Regions from separate parts of the Mus musculus genome. Here regions 2, 3, 4, 5 and 6 are each linked to region 1. The links are chromatin contacts, called in public HiChIP or PLAC-seq, Micro-C and promoter capture Hi-C maps. All regions are on one chromosome and are shown on one strand. The core of a region is the stretch at or near the end of the contact, and the rest is flanking DNA. Distances in the headings are between cores, read along the strand shown. Region 1 holds the start of Stk38 (serine/threonine kinase 38). Region 2 holds the start of Ppil1 (peptidylprolyl isomerase (cyclophilin)-like 1). Region 3 holds the start of Cpne5 (copine V). Region 4 holds the start of Mapk13 (mitogen-activated protein kinase 13). Region 5 has its middle 14 kb from the start of Brpf3. Region 6 overlaps Cpne5 (copine V).

Region 1 (2,910 bases), core at 287-2,786:
TGTATGCACACAGTGAAAGCACCAGGCCAACGCACACCAGTGCCTGAGAAGCACCAGGCCATTGCACATCAAGCCCCATTCTGGATCTGTGTTGGAAAAAGTACTCAGAGTCAGCTGATGAGCGTTGCCCTGTGGGGAAGAGGAAAGGGGGAAGTAGCAGCAGGCACCACTACCCCTGCTTGGGAATTTATTTTCAAATGAGAGACATGATGTAACCCACATCAGGACTTGAGAGGCTAAGGCAGGAGGATTTCGAGAGTTCAAGGTTTACCCTCAGCAACACGTTGTTTGTGTTACCCTGAGACCCTGAGCTACATAAGACTGTCTCAAAAAAATTTTAAGAGGCAAAAAAAAAAAAAAAAAAAAGTAAAAAAAGTATTAGCAAGATAATGAATTCAATAATTACAATGCAATTAAAAACAAAATCAGCCGGGCGGTGGTGGCGCACGCCTTTAATCCCAGCACTCGGGAGGCAGAGGCAGGCGGATTTCTGAGTTCGAGGCCAGCCTGGTCTACAAAGTGAGCTCCAGGACAGCCAGGGCTATACAGAGAAACCCTGTCTCGAAAAACCAAAAAAAAAAAAAAAAACCAAAAAAAAAAAACCAAACCAAAATCAAAGCGGGGGTGGTGGTGGTGGTGGTGGTGGTGGTGGCGGTGGCACACACCTGCTGTAATCCCAGCACTTGGGAGGCAGAGGCAGGTGGATTTCTGAGTTCGAGGCCAGCCTGGTCTACAAAGTGAGTTCCAGGACGGCCAGGGCTACACAGAGAAACCCTGCCTCGAAAAACAAAAAACAAAACAAAAAAACATAAAAGAAAAGGGAAAATCAGAACACTTACTAGGGGCGGCTTGGGAAGTGACTAACAGGAGGGAGCTCTCTTCTCGCTTGCTCCCAGAGGACTCCTTTCTAGGGAGCCATTCATCGTTTTTTCAGGACTTTAAAACTTTCTAATCGAGGGCACTGGGCTCAGTTCTCTGGAAATCAATGAGAGGCTTTAAGTTGTGCACAATGGAGAGGTGTTAGGTGTGAGAGATCACCTGATCCCAAACAAAGGCACGTTAATCCTTTACAATAACGAAAAATAGGAAGGGCCACGGGTTCCAACAGACTTATGGCCACAATGATCTGAAGTCAAGGAGGATGGGGTAAAACTCAGATTAAATTTCAGAGAACTAAAGACATCATCCAGCGAGTGCACGCCAAATGCTAAATCCCCGTCACGGTAGTTGATTGCATTGGTTTAGTTGATAGAGAGCCAATGTTAATTTCCGGGTGCAGAGCCCGGTGCCTTATGTAAGACCTTGAGGGAAGCTGGGTGGGTGTTGGCTTTTACGGAACTTCCAGGTTTTCGTTTTGTAACTTCTGGCGAGTCTATAATTATTTCAAAAGAAAAAGTAACATAACAAAGGCCAGCTAGTCCAGCCCATCACAAAGCCACCAGGGAGCCCGCCCCGCTCTGCACTCGTAGGGCCTCCTCGGCTAGGCGCAGTCGGGTGAGGGGTGAAATGTGGGCGGGGCGCCGCCGCGCACGCGCAGTCCCGCTGCCCGGCGAGCGCCGCTGGCGGGGGGCGCATGCGCAGTCTCAGCCGCGGCGGCCCCTCTCCACAGTCTGAGGGGGTACCGGGGGAGCCTTGGCCCCTCCGCGCCGCCGTCTTTTCCGGCAGTTGGGGTTCTTCCTTTTGTCCTGTCCTGTCGCGGATCGGCAGCTGCGCTCATTCGGAGTCCCCGGCGTGTCGCGGTCGCTCTGGAGCCGCCCGCACGTCGCGTCTGCGCCGTCTCTGTAGCCGTCGGCCCCGCGCCTCCCTCCCCCCTGGGTCTGGTGAGTGTCTCCCGGCCGTCGCCTCAGGCTTGCCGCCTCGTCCGGCCGTCCCACAGCTCCTGTGCACTCCAGGGCTCCTGTCAGCGTTCTCTCTGTGGTCCCCAGAGCCCCCTTGTCCGTCCCTCTCTTTCTACGCCTCTGTCCTCAACCGGGACAGGCAGCCGCTCCCTCCTTTCCTAGTCGCCAGCTTTGTGTGTCTGCTGCCACCGGCTCGTCCCCTCTGACCTCGGTCAGTACCACTCTGCACCTTAGGATGAGAGAACCAGAGGGTGTCTGCACTTCGAGAGCTCCCCCCACCCCGGGGTAGGTGTGGGACCTTGGAGGCTGTCCCCCTAGTCCGCGATCAGGGGGTACCGGGCTTCCCCTCACCTTAAGATCCCCGCCCGTGGACTGCAGACTGTTAAAATTCGAGAAAAGGGACCGAGCTGGAGGACAGGGAAAAGTGGCAGAAGAGTCGGAGGAAAAGTGTGTCAGAAAGCGCATAACGGCTGCTGCCAGCGGCGCCCTGCAAAGGACCCAGAGACATAGGGGAATCTTGCTCTTTTTCAAGATGAATAGGAAGGTCAGCGGCGTGAAGTAGCTTCACTGCTTCCTCTTCCTTCAGCTCACCTTGGCTGTGAAGTAGCCAGTACATACGGTTTCCCTAAACAAAAAAAACAAAACAAAACAAAACAAAAAAAAACAAACCACATCGCTGCAAGAATAGCTCCCTGCCCCACCCCACCCAAACATCAGATAGCAGCTTCCTCCTAACCCGATGGCTCTGTCCTCAGACTCTGGACAGCACACCAGTGTACACACACACCCACTTCAACATCAGGCATGTTCTCCACTCCCGGGAGTGGACTTCACAAATGGAGCATTTTGTCTGAGATGGGGTCTGAATGTGTACCTATGCCTGGCCTGGAATTTGCTTTGTAGACTAAGGTGGCCTAGAACTCACGGAGATCCTCCTGTCTCTGCCTCCTAAAGGAATATGCCTCCACAGACCAGCCCACTTGTGACTTGTGACTTTACTTTTCTTTCTTCCTTCCTTTCTTCCTTCCTTCCTTCCTTCCTTCCTTTCTTCCTTTTTTTTTTTTTAAAGATT
Region 2 (2,963 bases), core at 106-2,605, 260 kb before region 1:
CAGCTAGAGCCTGCATGTAATTCCAGTTCTGGGGGATCTGACACACTCTTCTGGCCTCTGTGGGCTCCTGTGTGCCCATACAAACCCAGATACACACACACACACACACACACAAAATAAATAAAAAATTAAAGTCTTTTTTATTTATCTGATCTTTAATGGGAGAGCCTCCCCAGAGTGTTCACCCACAGCTCTGTTGGCCTGTAAGTAAGTACCTTGCACACTACGGTTCAGATTGCTTCTCTTTAATATGCATTGCTCAATTTTCTGAAGAGCCGTAGGTTGTTAAGAGTAAGCATTTGCTCAATTTTTGCTTTGCTGTGCAGGAAGTGGGTGGGTGGGAGGGTAGATGCATCTTAGAACTCAGGAAGTCTTGTAAATATTTTCCTACTTCTTTGTTGTTAATTATGGGATGTTCAATATAAAATATACATTTCCCTCGTGGCTCACTGAACTTGGAGAGAGCTATTTGGGCTAGACTGGATGGCTAGCCAGCTCCCTGGATTCTTCCCCATGGTCTCTGCTTTCCCGGTTGCTGAGGCCGCAAGTGCATATCTACCTGGCATTTGCATGGGTCCTAGGGACCTAAATTCAAGTACTTTACCCACTAAGCCCTGTTAGGCAAGCCGTCTACTAACTGGCCTGCATTTCCAGCTCCAAGGATACCTCTCTGAGTAGTCCTAGCTATCCTGAAACTCGCTCTGTAGAAGAGACCTTGTACAGGCCTTGAACTCTGAGATCCCCCTGCCTCTGCCGCTCCAGCGCTGGGGGCGTGCACCACTATCTCCTGGGACAGTCATTTTAAGCTTTGTCTCTCTTCCCAGCCTTTTCCTCTTTCCACATGCTCTTTGCTTTTGGAGTCTGTGGGATCAGATTTGCCATGTGGCACTTAACGGCGGAGTCTCAGTTTTCTCCGCTGAAAAACGGGACTCCTGTCATCCACAGGATTGCTTTAAGGAATAGACGCTGGGCGTGGTGGTGCACGCCTTAAATCCCAGCACTCGGCAGACAGAAGCAGGCAGATCTTTTTGAGTTCAAAGCCAGCCAGGGGCATCACCCAAGTCTGGGAACTAGGAAATTCTCCAGCCCTCCAATCAGAGTGAAGAAGGTTGTTCCCGCCTTCCGCGCCAAAACAGACCAATCACTGTTCCGGAGCGTGGCGCGAATCGCCCCTGGAGAATCTTGCACTTGTCTGAGTTCCTGCACTGAGCATTTCGACTTGCAACCCTCTTCCCAGCCTAGAAAGAAGGATCCTTCGTCATTCTTGTCCCAGCGCCCTAAATCCTGTCAAGCAAACGGGCGGATCGGCGGGAACCGGAAGTGTGTGCCCAGGGGCGGGTCCCGGGTTAACTCCGCCGGAAGTAGTGATTGCTAGCGGGGGGGATACCTTCGCTCAGCATGGCGGCGATTCCCCCAGACACCTGGCAGCCGCCCAACGTCTACCTGGAGACTAGGTGAGGGTTGGAGGTGGGGGAGGAATTGGTGGAGGGGACGCGGGTTCGTGCCGCAGTGGCCGGCCTGACTCGCAGGTTGCCCGCACGCACAGAGCTGCGGCCGGGAGTACCTGTAAGTTCTGAAGGGACCTCAGGGGAGCCCCTCCAACATCCCGGAGACCTCGACGATTTCTATCTGCTGTCCTTTCCCCACGACGTTTATTAGTTCATTTACCTATATCCACCTTCCATCTTCATTCATTCATTCACTCACTCACTCATTTTTTTTCTCAACAAGTGTGTGTTGATCACACAAGCCATGCGCGTAGGACCTGGATTTTTGAAAACACAAATCTGGATTATGGTGAAGGAGACAGATGTGTAAACATCACGGGACAAGTAGAGTTGTCTGAACAAATTTCTTTGGAAGTAGAAGAAAATTTATTTTCTCCAAAATCCAAGAGTGATCTTTGAGCTGGGGATGCCCGAGGCCCCAAGCTCGGGCTACAGCACCATATATACTCGGTGTGGTTGCACAAGCCTGTAATCCTAGCACTCTGGAGGTGGAAGCAGGAGGATCAGAAGTCCAGGGGCTGGGCTGGGCTGGATAGAATAGACTGCTTACCTAACATTCTATTATATTTATATTAATATATAAAATTAAGCCACCTCCTAGTGCCTTGCCTCCCTTGTGTGTGATTGCGCTCAGTTTACTATTGCTAGCAGCTCCTGTCCCGAAGGCTTTGTATCACACACACCCCTCCAGTTTTAGCAGAGAAATGGTGCATTTTATAGATTTACCTGCAACCTGGTTTTCATACTGATTGAAGGGAACCCTGCTTGGAGCCTGGTCTGCCCTGTCTACTGACTTGAGCCCCATTTTGTCTGCCCTTGGCTCCTGAGTGTAGACATTAGGAAGGCACGCACCACTGCTCTCGCTCCCAGTTCTACAGAGTGCTCACATTGCTGGACCTCCTGAACCTGGGCCATACAGATTCTCCCCAGAGCTCAGTGGGTAATGTACAGCAGGAGCCCCCTGCCTTGTTTTATCCTTAAAGGCACTAAGAGAAGAGAATAAAAGCACTCGTATGGGTGTATGTGGACATTTGAAGTAACCAGCCTATTTGCTTTACACATTCTCTTTAGATTTGATTTTTTTTAAAGATATATTTATTTATTTTATTTATATGAGTACACTGTACCTGTCTTCAGACACACCAGAAGAGGACATCAGATCCCATTACAGATGGTTGTGAGCCACCATGTGGTTGCTGGGAATTGAATTCAGGACCTCTGGGAGAGCATCTCTCCACTGAGCCATCTCTCCAGCCCTAGATTTGTCTTTTAATTATGTGTGTGTGCACATGAGTTCAGAGGCCAGAGGTATTGGAAACCATGGAGATGGGGGGTACAGGTGGCTGTGAGCCCCCTGGTGGAGTGCTGGGATCTGAAGTGTGGTCCTCCCGAAGAGCAGGACATGCTCTTAGGAGCTGAGTCGTCTCCACCAGTGTGACCCACTCTTTAACACAA
Region 3 (2,711 bases), core at 92-2,591, 230 kb before region 1:
TTGTCTTCAACTCGGGCTCTGACTGACGTTTTGAAAATTGATTTCAAACGGCGTTCGGGTGCACCTGCTCGGAATGCCCGGCTGCCAGAAGGCCACCACCGATAGCGACAGGCATCCACGATGTATGAGGTGGTGGGTGAGGAAGTTGCCGCTGCTCCGCGCGTCTTGTCTCAGCTAAGCTTACACCGAGGCTGAGGAGGGGCCACGGGTGGATTTGCTGGAGAGGAAACTCCGTGCACAGCTGGCTTGGCGCTGCAACCCCAGGCCCAGAGGGCAGGCTGAGCCTGGGAAGTCTGCCTGAGAGATGCTTTGACGCTCCCCTCGCTTCCCAGTGCAGGGCTCTGAGCCTGGTATACTGGGTTGCTGGTTGCAAAGCCCAGGGAGCTGAGGCCAGCCACTTGGTCTAGTGGAGGAAGCTTCCAGACAGACCCGGGGGTTGGCTCGGCCCCTGTGGTCACGAAGAGAGAAGGAGGAGGAGGACGACGAAGGAGCTGGGTAAAGGTTCAGGCGACTAGCCAAGACCAGGCTTTGCGGACACCAGAGGCAGATGGGCAAGCTCCCACTGACCCACCCTACGTCGGAAACCAGACCAGCCTTCCTGGCACCAGGCTGATCGCCGCCTCCCCAAAAGGAGGTGGAGGGTGGAGGGCTTAGACCCTCCGGTGGCGGTGCGCACACTCAGCCGAGCCCTCTTCCCCGAACCCCGCCTAGACGCTGCCCAAACAGGTGCCCCTTGGACCGTTCCCCTCCCCCAGCACGCAGACCCCGGCTGGACAAGTGGGGTGGGGGAACTTGCGCAGAGGGCGGCGCGCGCCCTGGGACCGTCTCTGGCTGTCGCCAGCCCTGTCCCCGTCATCCGGAGCCGCGTCCCCACGCCTGCCACGCGCGTGCACACACACGCGCGCACACTCACACACTCACACATTGCTCCCACACTCGCCCCGCGCAGACCCCGCCCTGGCCCCGCCCCGGCCCCTGCGGGCGGCCCCTCCGGCGCCCGCGGACCCCGCACGCTGCGCGCGCCTGGCGGGAGGCGCTGGCGGCGACTCAGGGTACATTTGATTTTCCCGCAGTCCAGGGCACCCCGGAGCCGGAGCCCTAGCAGAGGACGTGGCGCTGCGCCCCAAGCCCGAGGCGGCTCAGTCCTCGTCCCCCATCCCCGAGTCCCCACGCCCCCTCAGGGGACCCCTCCCCGCTGCGCCTGGGTTCCCTCGCCGCGCCCCCCCTCCCCGCAGCAGCTCTCGCGCCCCGTTTCTCCTCGGGCCCCCGCTCTCCGCCCTCTTCCCGCTCGCACTTCCCACGCCCCCTCTTCGCGCTCCTCTCCTCCCCTGGCCGCCCAGCCCAGGGCTGCAGCCGCTCCGGAGGAGGCGTGAATCGCGCAGGAATATTGACTAATTTGGGTGGGGTGGGGGGACGGTGGGCGATGGAGCAACCCGAGGACATGGCGTCGCTCAGCGAGTTCGACTCCTTGGCGGGCAGCATCCCGGCTACCAAGGTGGAGATCACGGTGTCATGCAGGTGAGCCGCCCGCGGTTCGGGGGTGGGGGGGGACCCTGCCCCGCCCCTGGGCCGGAATCCCTCTTTCTCTGTAGCTTTCAGCCTTTGCTTAGCGAGCCTGCTTTTCACTGTTCTCGTCTCCCGGGCGCCCCGCTGCCTGTCTTCGGAGACCCCCTGCCCAGCGGCGGGTGGCGATGGCTGAATGGGCAGCCAGGCAGGGGTCAGGTTCCCAGAAAGTTTGCATTCGGAGCTGTTGCTTCCAGGACAGGAGGAAGACACGGAAACAGGGGTCCCAGCAGCAGAGTGGGAAGGGGAGGAGCCGCTCCAGGGTCTCCACTCTGGCTTTCTCCCTGATTTATCTTTCCCCAAAAGGAGAATTGAGAGGGACTGGCGCCATTCCTCCCAGGCATGACCCTCTGTGCCTCCCGTGACCTCCTTTCTCCCCCTACCCTGGCCTTTGCCCCAGCCTTCTCCCTCTCCTCCACTGTCTTAGAACCCAGGATTTGAAAGCCTCTTGCTTTAGCCTCCAGCAAGAAGGATCAACCGGGACAAGAGTCTCAGAGAGCAGGAAGCCTTGCCGAACTTAGGAGTGGTGTGGCGCCATTAAAAACCAGTAACTCTGATGGGAAAATCTTAAGCCAAAGGAGCGAAGGGCTGATGAGGAAGTGTCAGAATCCCCAGGCAAGAGGGGGAGGAAGGAGTTTGTTTTGTAGGCTGCCACCTCCAAGTCCCCAGTAATGCCATACTGGTTGGCCTTCTCTGTGGGGCTGGGCCTCTCAGGTTCTCTTAATAGGCTGCCCCGAGGCTGGACAGGCATGTGGCTGGCCCTAGGCACACTGCTTTGATAGGTTTGTGAAGAACATTGTGGTCCAGATATAACTCACTGGAGGTCCTGGCAATGGCCCATATAGCATTTCCAGAGCCCCATCGCACCCTTGTTCCAAACCACGCACCTTGGCTTTATGGTGCTGTTGGGTCAGATATTGTCCACCTCATCTCTGAGTTACTGAATTGAGACATTGGGCAAGTGTCCATATGTCCCGAGATGCTAGCCTCGGGTGTGAAAGAGGATGGATTCTGGGAAACTGCCTCCTGAGGACTTGAAGTGAGAGCTGCTGAGGTGGTGTCCCCAGCCAGGCTCTCTAGGGGACTACTGCGGTGACTCCCAGATGTGTGTCCATCCCCCACACCTCAGTCCCACACAGAGACAATTT
Region 4 (2,761 bases), core at 22-2,521, 240 kb after region 1:
AACCTCAGCTCTGCCGCTGCAGAACCGGGGAAACCTTTCTGTGCCTTGGCATGTGTTACGGAGAGGATTATAAAAGTTAGCCAGCCCCCACCCCCGCATGCATTAAATACTCAGTATTTATTGTTAGACTTAGAGTGGCCAGAATGGAGGCAGCTTTAGCTCAAGTGCCCAGGCTCATCGGACTGGAGTCCTCACAGAACCAATCGCGAAGCTCCCCTGTGCCTACTTCCTCCTCACAATCAAGAAAAGGTTGTGTGTTTTCTGGGAAGCGAGCTGGGCAGGCCCTGGCATCTTCTCATTGGGCTCTCCTTAGAGAGCTGAGAAACCAGGGTGGAGCAGAGGAAGTTCTTTCTCCTGGCCCTGCGCGCACGACCCTGGGCAGGCCCCTCCTGGGCCCCTCTCCCTGCCCTCCGATCCCCGGCACATCCACACCCCGAGGCAGCCTACGTTCTCATGGTGCATGTGCTTCAAGAGCAGAAGCTCGCGGTAAGCGCGCTTGGCAAAGATCTCCGACTGGAAGGGCCGGCTCAGCTTCTTGATGGCCACCTTCTCCCCTGTCCGCTTGTCGATGGCCGAGCTGCGGGGTCACAGGCAGGTGAGGGGGAGGGGCGGCGCAAAGGGCCTAAACTGGAGATCCCTCCAGCCCTGTCCTAGGCCACCCCCATTCTGTGCTCCCCAGGCTGGCCGGAGACCAGCAGAAAGAGAGAGAGAGAGAGAGAGAGAGAGAGAGAGAGAGAGAGAGAGAGTGTGTGTGAGTAGGGGGCGACGCCAAGGAAGGGGCGGCAGAGCAAGGAGAGAAGCAGTTCTTGCTGACAGGATGCAGAGCAGGCCAGGAGTCCCTGCTCTGCGATTTGGCAAGTTCCCCTCTTGGGGCCTCATCTGCAACCGCAGGGATCTGTCCCACGAACTCCGAGATCCCTTTTAAAAAGTTACAGCCTTGGAGAACCAGATTCGCCAGCGACTCAACCCACAGGGGCCCCACTGCCACCGGGCTCACTCGGGGAGGCTGCCGAGGGGTGGCCCGTGGCTCCTCTGATTCCTGGGGTCCCCGGGTCTCACCACACCGCTCCATAGGCCCCGCTGCCGACGTGCGCGGGCGCCAGGTAGGTCTTGGGTAGCTCCCAGGCAGTCTTGTTGATGTCCTGCTTGTAGAAGCCCCTTTTCCGAGTGAGGCTCATCCCGGACCCCGTGGTGGCGGTCCTGCGAGGAGGTTGCGGTGGCTGCCCGCGGGCTCCCGGCCCGGGTGTCCCGCCGCGGTCCCCTCCCGCCCCGCGCCCGCTCCTCCCCCGTGGGGCGGCGCACCTGCCGCCTCGCCCAGGTACGTTCCCGCCCCGGCCCGCCCACCGCTCGCCCGCGCTCCGGACTCCGCCCATCACCGGCGAACGCCCCAGGCCCCACCAGCCACCTGCTGCAGGTGCTGAGGGAGGAGGGGGGTGCCCTGCGGGAAAGGGGTGCCTGCGAGGCTGCCTAGAGACTGTAGGAAGAGTTGGGAATGGGGTTAGGGCGCGGGGGGGGGGGCGCTCAACTTGTTGCTAGTTGGGCTAGTTTAAGAAATATACCCTTCACATGTAAGGCGTGGTGGCTCAGGTCTGTACTCAACACAGGAGATAGAGGCAGAGACAGGAGAATTGCTACGATTTTGAGTCCAGTTCAGTACATAGTTCAATGCCAGACTAGGTGAGACCCTGAGGAAGAAGGGAGAGGAGAGACTAGAGAGGAGAGATACAGAGAATGAACAGAGAAGGAAGAGAGGGATAGAAGAAAGGAGGGAGAGATAGAGAGGGTGGGAAGAGAGGGAAGGGGAGAAGAAGGGAGGAAGGGAGGGAGGAAGGAAGGATAGAGAAATAACGTCATTCTTGACTACGCAGTAAACTGGAGACCAGCATAGGTTACATAGTGAGACCCCACAGAAAGATGGAGAGGTTGTTCAGCAGGTTAGAGACTGCACCGCTCTTGAGGATGACCTGAGTTTGGCTTCCAGCACCCAGGTCATCATGCACATAGTTAAACAAAACAAATAAGCAAATAAATAAACAAAAATAGGCATCGTGGTGCACACGCCTTTAATCCCAGCACTTGGAAGGCAGAGGCAGGTGGATTTCTGAGTTTGAGGCCAGCCTGGTCTACAGAGTTCCAGGACAGCCAAGGCTACACAGAGAAACTCTGTCTCAACACCCCTCCTCCCAGAAAACCCTCCGGAGATCCCCAAACAACAACAACAACACAAGAACCCTACAATTCATGGGGTTCTACATGAGCTCCTGTGACCCCAGGACTCTTGTCTTTTCAGTAAGCAGGACTCTCAGATCCTAAGGCTCAGCGACTGACCAGGGCTCAGACTCTATTCCTCTTCCCCATTTTTCTGAAACAAACTCCAGGCATCCAATCCTTCTTCTCATGAGAGATTTGCTGTCTTACACCCAGAGTCGACGGCTGCTAATTCTACAGTCCCCAGAGTTCACAAAGATTTAAACATCCACCGGAGTTTGTTTGATACTGGTGGTGATGGTTTTGTTTTGTTTTTAGCTTTTTAAGATTAATTTATTTTATGTATATGAGTACACTGTAGCTGTCTTCAGACACACCAGAAGAGGGCATTGGATCCCATTACAGTGGTTGCTGGGAATTGAACTCAGGGCTTCTGGAAGAGCAGATAGTTCTCTTAACCGCTGAGCCATCTCTCCAGCCCGGTGGTGATGTTTTTATTGTTGTTGTTGTTGTTTTCTCGAGCAGGGTTTCTCTGTGTAGCCCTGGCTGTCCT
Region 5 (2,807 bases), core at 90-2,589, 220 kb after region 1:
TTAGTTTGTAAGCAAGGAGGTTGAATCTCAACCAAGGTTGAGCCAGTAACTGGGGAATCGTGGGTTTAGCTGCACCCTGCTCTAGTGTCCACCTATAAGGGGTGAGGCGTTCTATCAGACTTAAGCTGTCTCATGGCTGTAGCATCCCTCCTAATGCACTTGCACTGGCAGACCCTGTGGGCTATGCCAGCTAACGCTGCGGCAGCCTGCAATAACTGACCTTTGGGGTTTGAGTTTATTAAGCATGTAGCAAGAAGAAAGGACAGCGAGTAGCACTTAGAAGGACAAACAGACAAACCATCCAAGCAGGAGTTCATGACATCCAGCAGGGATCACAGCAGGGTCCTGACTGAGAGAGCAAACAAAGCGACCAACCGCCAAAAGGCAGCTCTCAGATGTCCAGCAGAGATGATGCACTGGGAGATGGCGCTGGTGTTAGTTCTGGGAATAAACTGCCCCCATCCCACAAGGCATTTTTTACAAGGTGGGAGAAGACATATAGTAACCTCTTTGTAAAACGGAAATTCCTTTTATAAAAACTTCCCTTAGAAAAGATTGCATCTGAGCTGGAGAGACCCTTGGGTAGATAAGAGCACTTGAGGCTTTTACAGAGGACCCTGGTTCAAACCCGAGCTCCACGGGATCCAATGCCCACTTCTAGTTTGGGAGGGCACCCATATACATACAGCGCGCTCGCACATGTGAACACACACACACACTCTTTAAAATGCTATAAAATGAAAAAGAATTATAAAAATTATCTATGTGTATGAGTGGTTTTGCCTGTCAGTATTTCTGTGTGTAAATATTCAATGCCCGTGGAGACCTGAATTAAAAAGCAGTTTCTGGGACCTCGCAAGCCTCTATTCAGGTGCTGGGAACCAAATCTGGGTCCTCTGGAGAAGCAGCCAGTGTTCCTAACCACTGAGCCATGTCTCTAGTCCCTAAGATGCCTTACTTTTTACTTTTTAGCTGTTCTCCAGGTCACAGGGTTTTTAATTTTCTTTAGCTGCTGTTGCAGGATATTTGATCACACTGTGAACCCTGAAATTGTGTTATTTACTAAAAAAACACTGTTTCTAGTTGTAGTGTGGCTCAGCCTTAGCACGCGCGCGCGCGCGCGCGCGCGCACACACACACACAGACACATCTTCAATCCCAAGCATCAAAGTTAGTTTATACAAGGAAGCTCCCATTGTTTGGTTTCAGAACCAGGGTCTGAGGTGCATATTTTACATATCAAAGCAGACCAGACCTCCAGGTTCTCCCAGCATCCCCCAGGCCCTATCGGGCATACCCTGCCCCAACCCTGAACTTTCCAGCCCAGAGGCTGGGCTGCCATTCCCTCAGAGACTCTTCTCTATATAACCCAGTTGAGTTGCATCAGCCAGCAGAGATCAGAGAGAACTGTAGAAGGGTGAGCTTATTCTTACCCTTCGGTCTCAGAGGCTGAAAAGATTCTAGGCCTTAATCAAACTGTATGGAGCTTAGAAGCTTCCAGCTTCCTGGACCGGGCAGAAGGAGGCAGCAAACCTTGGAGATGACAATTACTTCAGGCAAATAAAAGATACTTTTAGCCTGGAGGTGGCACACGCCTTTAATCCCAGCACTTGGGAGGCAGAGGCAGGCAGATTTCTGAGTTTGAGGCCAGCCTGGTCTACAAAGTGAGTTCCAGGACAGCCAGGGAGACACAGAGAAACCCTGTCTCGAAAAACCAAAACGAAAAAAAAAAAAACAAAAAACCAAAAAAACCTTTTATAGCTTGCTGTTTTCTTCTGTTTGCAGAGCCCAGAGATGGGGGTAGGGAGGTGGGGTGTCAGCGGGCCAGGGACAGGAGGTTTGAGAAGGCACTTAAAATAAACAAGCTTAAGTAAGTTAAAGGAGGGCCCCTGGAGGGGGGCAATTTCCCTACCTAATTATTCTAGTTATCTTTTCTCCAGGCTGTGGCAAACTAAAAACCTGGCAAGAGTGACTTAAAGGGAGAAATGGCTTCTTTTAGTGGGTGGTTTGTAAGGATAATCCACCATGGTGGGGAAGTTATGGGGCCAAACCGTTAAGAGGCAGAGACATGCATGCTGGCCCCTGGGTGGAGAGAGATCAAGGTTGGTCCTCAGCTGGCATTGGGACCCCAGCCATGGGAGGATGTTACCCACAATCAGGCTAGATCTCCTGTCCTCAGCTACAGTTAGGGTGGGGGACACCCTAACAGACAAGCCCAGGAGTGTGTCTCCCAAGTCCAGTCACATGGACAAGACTAACTCCCACAATACTGCTCTTATGGTCTCTCTGCCACCTCAGAAATGCCCAACCCCATTAAATGTAGGCATTCCATCCCAGTCCCACGGTCCCACAGCATCTGAGGCATGGAGGTGGCTTTTCAAAGATAATGGTACTGTCCATCAAGACCTCAGGTCTTTGATGAAGTGAGTCAGGTCTGAGGCACAGGGTTACATATGTCTGTTACATAGGAGAAACACTTGCAATGTCTGCTTCTTCCTTGACAATTCCTTCTGTGTTATATTAGGAAACTTCTGGAACATCAGCAGTGTGGTCCATGGCTGGGGAGATGGTTCACTAGGTAGAAGGACTCGCTGTATAAGTAGGAGGGCCTGAGTTCAAATCCTAGGACTCACATAAACAGTCAGGTACGGTTGTATGCGCCTGTAACCCCGGCATGGGCAGACAGAGACAGGAAGCACACAGACACAGACACACACATCACCACTATCATATCGCATACAAAAGTGCTCTGTGGAGTGAGAGGTAGCTCAGATGGTAAGTGCTTGCTAAACAAGCCTGGGACCTGC
Region 6 (3,047 bases), core at 458-2,957, 150 kb before region 1:
CCAATATCCCTGGGCCCAACCCTGCCTCCATGAGCCTCCTGCCTACTTGGGCTCAGCTACCTTCTCTCTGTCCCAGAATGGCAACCAGGAGAACCCCTCCTGCTGTGGCATCGATGGCATCCTGGAGGCCTACCACAGCAGCCTGCGCACCGTGCAGCTTTACGGCCCCACTAACTTTGCTCCTGTTGTCACTCACGTAGCCAGGTAAGCCAGGGGCAGCGATCCCCGGGGAACATCACTGGAGAACTAAACACAGCATCTCTTACCACCTGCTTACCTTTCAGCAAGAGGCCCAGACATTTGATTTCCTTTAAGGTCCTACCAGAGAGTTTGGGAGCCTTGTTCAGGGGGCCTGGGCCAGAGGCTCCAGGCTACACCTTTGTGTGCTCACACCACCCCCACTCCCACAGGAACGCCGCAGCTGTGCAGGATGGCTCCCAGTATTCTGTGCTGCTCATCATCACTGATGGTGTCATCTCGGACATGGCACAGACCAAGGAGGCAATTGTAAATGTGAGTGGAGGATGGCGCGCTCTCTCTCTCTCTCTCTCTCTCACATACACACACACACACACACACACACACACACACACACACACACACATGGTTTGAGGGGACTAAAACATCTTGTCCTACCCCTAAGAGAACCCAGGGGTGCTCCTTTTAAAGAACCACAGGGTGGCTTCTTTTCCTGCCCCCCATAATGTTACTGGCCACCCCATAAAGTCATCTGGTTACTCCACAGAGACTGACAGGACACGGAGAGAGTATTAGACAGGGGTTTGGGGAATGGAGATGCCCTGAACCTATGAGAGCTCAGACCTCAGCCACACAGATGACCATGCTCTCTGGGGAGCCCATGACCCCCTCAGCCACCCACCCTAGGCCCCAGCTTGCCTGTCATGTAGCAGAGAGTCTCAGTGAGGAAAGCTCCCTTCCCTAACCTTGACCCATGGTTTCCTCAGAAAAGGGGCCTTAGCCACAGCTGCCTTAGCCCCTCATGGTAGAGCCCTAGCACCAGAGGGAGGAGGTTGCTTTACAGAGGCAGGCAGACCCAGCCCCCCACCACCTCCCCAGCAATTTATCTTCTCTTGATCCGTGTCCTTTCCCTATCCTGTCCCTTGGGGTTCCTTGGGGTCCCCTAACCTTCATTCTCTATCCCTTTGCCCTGCCCTATTTTGTTTGACCCACCCTCCAGTCCCTACCTGTCTGACACAGCTTTTTGCCCCTCCCCTGTTTTTCCCAGGCTGCCAAACTCCCTATGTCGATCATCATTGTTGGCGTGGGCCAGGCCGAGTTCGATGGTGAGTCCAGAGTCCCTTTCCCAGCTGCCTTCTCTTACAGAACCCCATGGCATCCCGTCCCCACCCGCTGGAGCTCATGCCCAGGCATGCATGCAGTCTGGGTAGACTTGTGTGCCTTGAGAGGGTGTGTCAGTACCCATGCAGGTCTCAGCCTCATCCCGAGGTCAGGCTCCTCAACCCAGACAAGGAGCAGGGCCCTAGGTCTCCACCCATTTCTAGTGTTGGGGCAAGGGCCCTGGGCTGGCCTGGGATTGGAGGGATTGATCACACGCACACATCCCTTGTCTCTACAGCCATGGTGGAGCTGGACGGTGATGACGTGCGGATCTCCTCCAGGGGGAAGCTGGCTGAGCGAGACATTGTCCAGGTGAAACAGGCCCCGCCCTTCCGCAGTGCCAGAGCGCCTTTACAGGCATCTCAAGGACAGACACTGGAATCCCTTCCTGGGCCAGTCTTCTCAGGAAGCCCCACCCCTCCCTGCCCTCTAGGAAGTCCCTTCTAACCTGAATGATGCTCCCACGGAATCCAGAGCCCTGCACAGGGAGTCTGTGCCACATGGCCTTCCAGTGGCATGGAGAGCCCTCATAGATGGAGGTGGCACCCTGGATCCTAGGAGGAGGGAGACAGGAAGGAGCCAGAGGTTGGCAGCATTGAGAGGAAGCTGGGTTAGATGTGGGTTTAGACAAGTGTTGGGGTCCTAGGAGACTGAGAGGGTCCCCCTGGAGAGGGGTGGGAAAGGAAAAGGGAGCAAGGAGGCAGGATCTGGTTAGCCTTTCCCAGCATCCCTTGGGAGCAAGGGGGCATGATCCGGTTAGCCTTTCCCAGCATCCCTTGGGAGCAAGGAGGCAGGATCCGGTTAGCCTTTCCCAGCATCCTTTGAGCCTCTGTTCTCCTTGCTAGTCTCCGATGAAGGGCTTGGGTCAGTGTTAGGCCTCCTGTGGAATACAGATGAAGGACTCAGCACAGAGGCATGGCCCATCCCCGGGGAAACTCGCAAAGTGGGGGGGGTTGGATAGAGTGGGTTCTCTGGGAGGGGACCCACGTGCCCCATCTTGACCCCATCTTCCTTGCCTCTCAGTTTGTGCCCTTCAGGGACTATGTGGACCGCACCGGCAACCACGTACTGAGCATGGCCCGCCTGGCCCGGGATGTTCTGGCTGAGATTCCGGACCAACTGGTGTCCTACATGAAGGCACAGGGCATCCGCCCACGCCCGCCACCTGCTGCACCCGCTCAGTCACCCCCACAGTCCCCAGCCCACTCACCTCCTGGATCCCCCGTGCACACGCATATCTGAAGCTGAGAGGACCAAGGGCCTGGAGGGTAGACTGACACCCTATTCTCCTCCTGGTCGGTTTCCCAGACTCTGCTTGGAGGGCCAGCGGGAAATGGGGTGTCAGGGCCTCACCCCACTTCACACCCAAATCCAGGGGACTGTGGTATAGAAGACAAGGGGTACACAGATTCTGGGGCTGAGGGGACCCCCCTAGTCCATGCCGGACAACTCCAAGACTTTCTTATTCTTGCAACCCAGCTGGGCCTCTTCCAGCTCCTGTCTCCTCCTACCCTAGTGTCTAGTGTCCCCAGTCCCATGAGATCCCCTGTCCTGTTTCCAGGGAACCCCAGACTGGTAGACTACCAGGGATGCATGTGACCCTCTTAGGGACTCCATATGTGAGCAGATAGAGCCCCTTTCCTGATCCTCAAAGGCTCAGTGGTATGCTAGAATGTTCTAGAATGGTC

The links. Promoter capture Hi-C pulls out the DNA fragments that hold promoters and counts their contacts. A called contact is a pair of places that touch in the nucleus more often than the background predicts. HiChIP or PLAC-seq counts read pairs in DNA pulled down with a chosen protein or histone mark.
Region 2: a contact with region 1 is called in an H3K4me3 HiChIP or PLAC-seq map of embryonic stem cells, with 9 times the contacts expected there. The contact joins the promoter of Ppil1 here to the promoter of Stk38 in region 1. A contact is called at or near these places in 7 of 39 promoter capture datasets (the C10 cell line, cranial neural crest, embryonic stem cells and 4 more), 2 of 484 Hi-C or Micro-C datasets (the G1E-ER4 cell line and embryonic stem cells), 23 of 115 datasets of contacts at active chromatin or transcription factors (the 230-238 cell line, CD8 T cells, the HPC-7 cell line and 15 more) and 4 of 9 other capture datasets (adipose tissue, embryonic stem cells, liver and 1 more).
Region 3: a promoter capture Hi-C map of the SN4741 cell line shows a contact between it and region 1, with 4 times the contacts expected there. The contact joins the promoter of Cpne5 here to the promoter of Stk38 in region 1. A contact is called at or near these places in 12 of 39 promoter capture datasets (the C10 cell line, the HPC-7 cell line, the SN4741 cell line and 9 more), 1 of 15 datasets of contacts at CTCF or cohesin (large pre-B cells), 3 of 484 Hi-C or Micro-C datasets (the G1E-ER4 cell line, embryonic stem cells and pre-B cells), 13 of 115 datasets of contacts at active chromatin or transcription factors (the 230-238 cell line, the HPC-7 cell line, the SCID.adh cell line and 8 more) and 3 of 9 other capture datasets (adipose tissue, liver and pancreatic islet).
Region 4: an HNF4G HiChIP or PLAC-seq map of pancreatic cancer cells shows a contact between it and region 1. The contact joins the promoter of Mapk13 here to the promoter of Stk38 in region 1. A contact is called at or near these places in 4 of 39 promoter capture datasets (HPC-7-derived erythroid cells, hippocampal neurons, liver and 1 more), 10 of 484 Hi-C or Micro-C datasets (the AML12 cell line, the G1E-ER4 cell line, cerebellum and 5 more), 7 of 115 datasets of contacts at active chromatin or transcription factors (T-cell acute lymphoblastic leukemia, bone marrow-derived macrophages, embryonic stem cells and 2 more) and 3 of 9 other capture datasets (adipose tissue, embryonic stem cells and pancreatic islet).
Region 5: a contact with region 1 is called in a Micro-C map of embryonic stem cells, with 4 times the contacts expected there. The contact joins the enhancer-like site here to the promoter of Stk38 in region 1. A contact is called at or near these places in 9 of 39 promoter capture datasets (the 3T3-L1 cell line, cranial neural crest, hippocampal neurons and 5 more), 6 of 484 Hi-C or Micro-C datasets (the AML12 cell line, the G1E-ER4 cell line, embryonic stem cells and 1 more), 8 of 115 datasets of contacts at active chromatin or transcription factors (T-cell acute lymphoblastic leukemia, bone marrow-derived macrophages, embryonic stem cells and 1 more) and 2 of 9 other capture datasets (adipose tissue and embryonic stem cells).
Region 6: an H3K27ac HiChIP or PLAC-seq map of embryonic stem cells shows a contact between it and region 1, with 9 read pairs. The contact joins the enhancer-like site here to the promoter of Stk38 in region 1. A contact is called at or near these places in 5 of 39 promoter capture datasets (the HPC-7 cell line, hippocampal neurons, liver and 2 more), 3 of 15 datasets of contacts at CTCF or cohesin (CD8 T cells, the G1E-ER4 cell line and the NIH/3T3 cell line), 10 of 484 Hi-C or Micro-C datasets (the G1E-ER4 cell line, the HL-1 cell line, bone marrow-derived macrophages and 3 more), 14 of 115 datasets of contacts at active chromatin or transcription factors (the 230-238 cell line, the HPC-7 cell line, the SCID.adh cell line and 8 more) and 3 of 9 other capture datasets (adipose tissue, liver and pancreatic islet).

Annotation. Positions count from the first base shown.
Region 1 is chr17:29,006,621-29,009,530 of GRCm38.p6, reverse strand. Stk38 (serine/threonine kinase 38) reads left to right here and starts at 1,536. Exons shown (of 14, transcript NM_134115.3): 1 at 1,536-1,820.
Region 2 is chr17:29,262,363-29,265,325 of GRCm38.p6, reverse strand. Ppil1 (peptidylprolyl isomerase (cyclophilin)-like 1) reads left to right here and starts at 1,355. Exons shown (of 4, transcript NM_026845.4): 1 at 1,355-1,454. The coding sequence starts at 1,399.
Region 3 is chr17:29,236,420-29,239,130 of GRCm38.p6, reverse strand. It overlaps Cpne5 (copine V), which reads left to right and starts at 1,341. Exons shown (of 21, transcript NM_153166.2): 1 at 1,341-1,518. The coding sequence starts at 1,424.
Region 4 is chr17:28,767,827-28,770,587 of GRCm38.p6, reverse strand. Mapk13 (mitogen-activated protein kinase 13) reads right to left here and starts at 1,271. Exons shown (of 12, transcript NM_011950.2): 1 at 1,060-1,271; 2 at 448-577. The coding sequence starts at 1,178.
Region 5 is chr17:28,786,208-28,789,014 of GRCm38.p6, reverse strand. No RefSeq gene overlaps it. Among named protein-coding and RNA genes, the nearest start is that of Brpf3, 14 kb to the left of the region's middle. Within about 2 kb of position 1,339, at least 12 of the 459 cell types and tissues checked have an H3K27ac peak or open chromatin away from gene starts, as enhancers often do. A contact at or near this core is called in embryonic stem cells and stem cell-derived epiblast-like cells, where this site is marked.
Region 6 is chr17:29,158,576-29,161,622 of GRCm38.p6, reverse strand. It overlaps Cpne5 (copine V), which reads left to right. Exons shown (of 21, transcript NM_153166.2): 17 at 77-204; 18 at 411-513; 19 at 1,247-1,304; 20 at 1,598-1,671; 21 at 2,383-3,047. The coding sequence ends at 2,601. Among named protein-coding and RNA genes, the nearest start is that of Rab44, 46 kb to the right of the region's middle. Within about 2 kb of position 1,707, at least 25 of the 459 cell types and tissues checked have an H3K27ac peak or open chromatin away from gene starts, as enhancers often do. A contact at or near this core is called in embryonic stem cells, where this site is marked.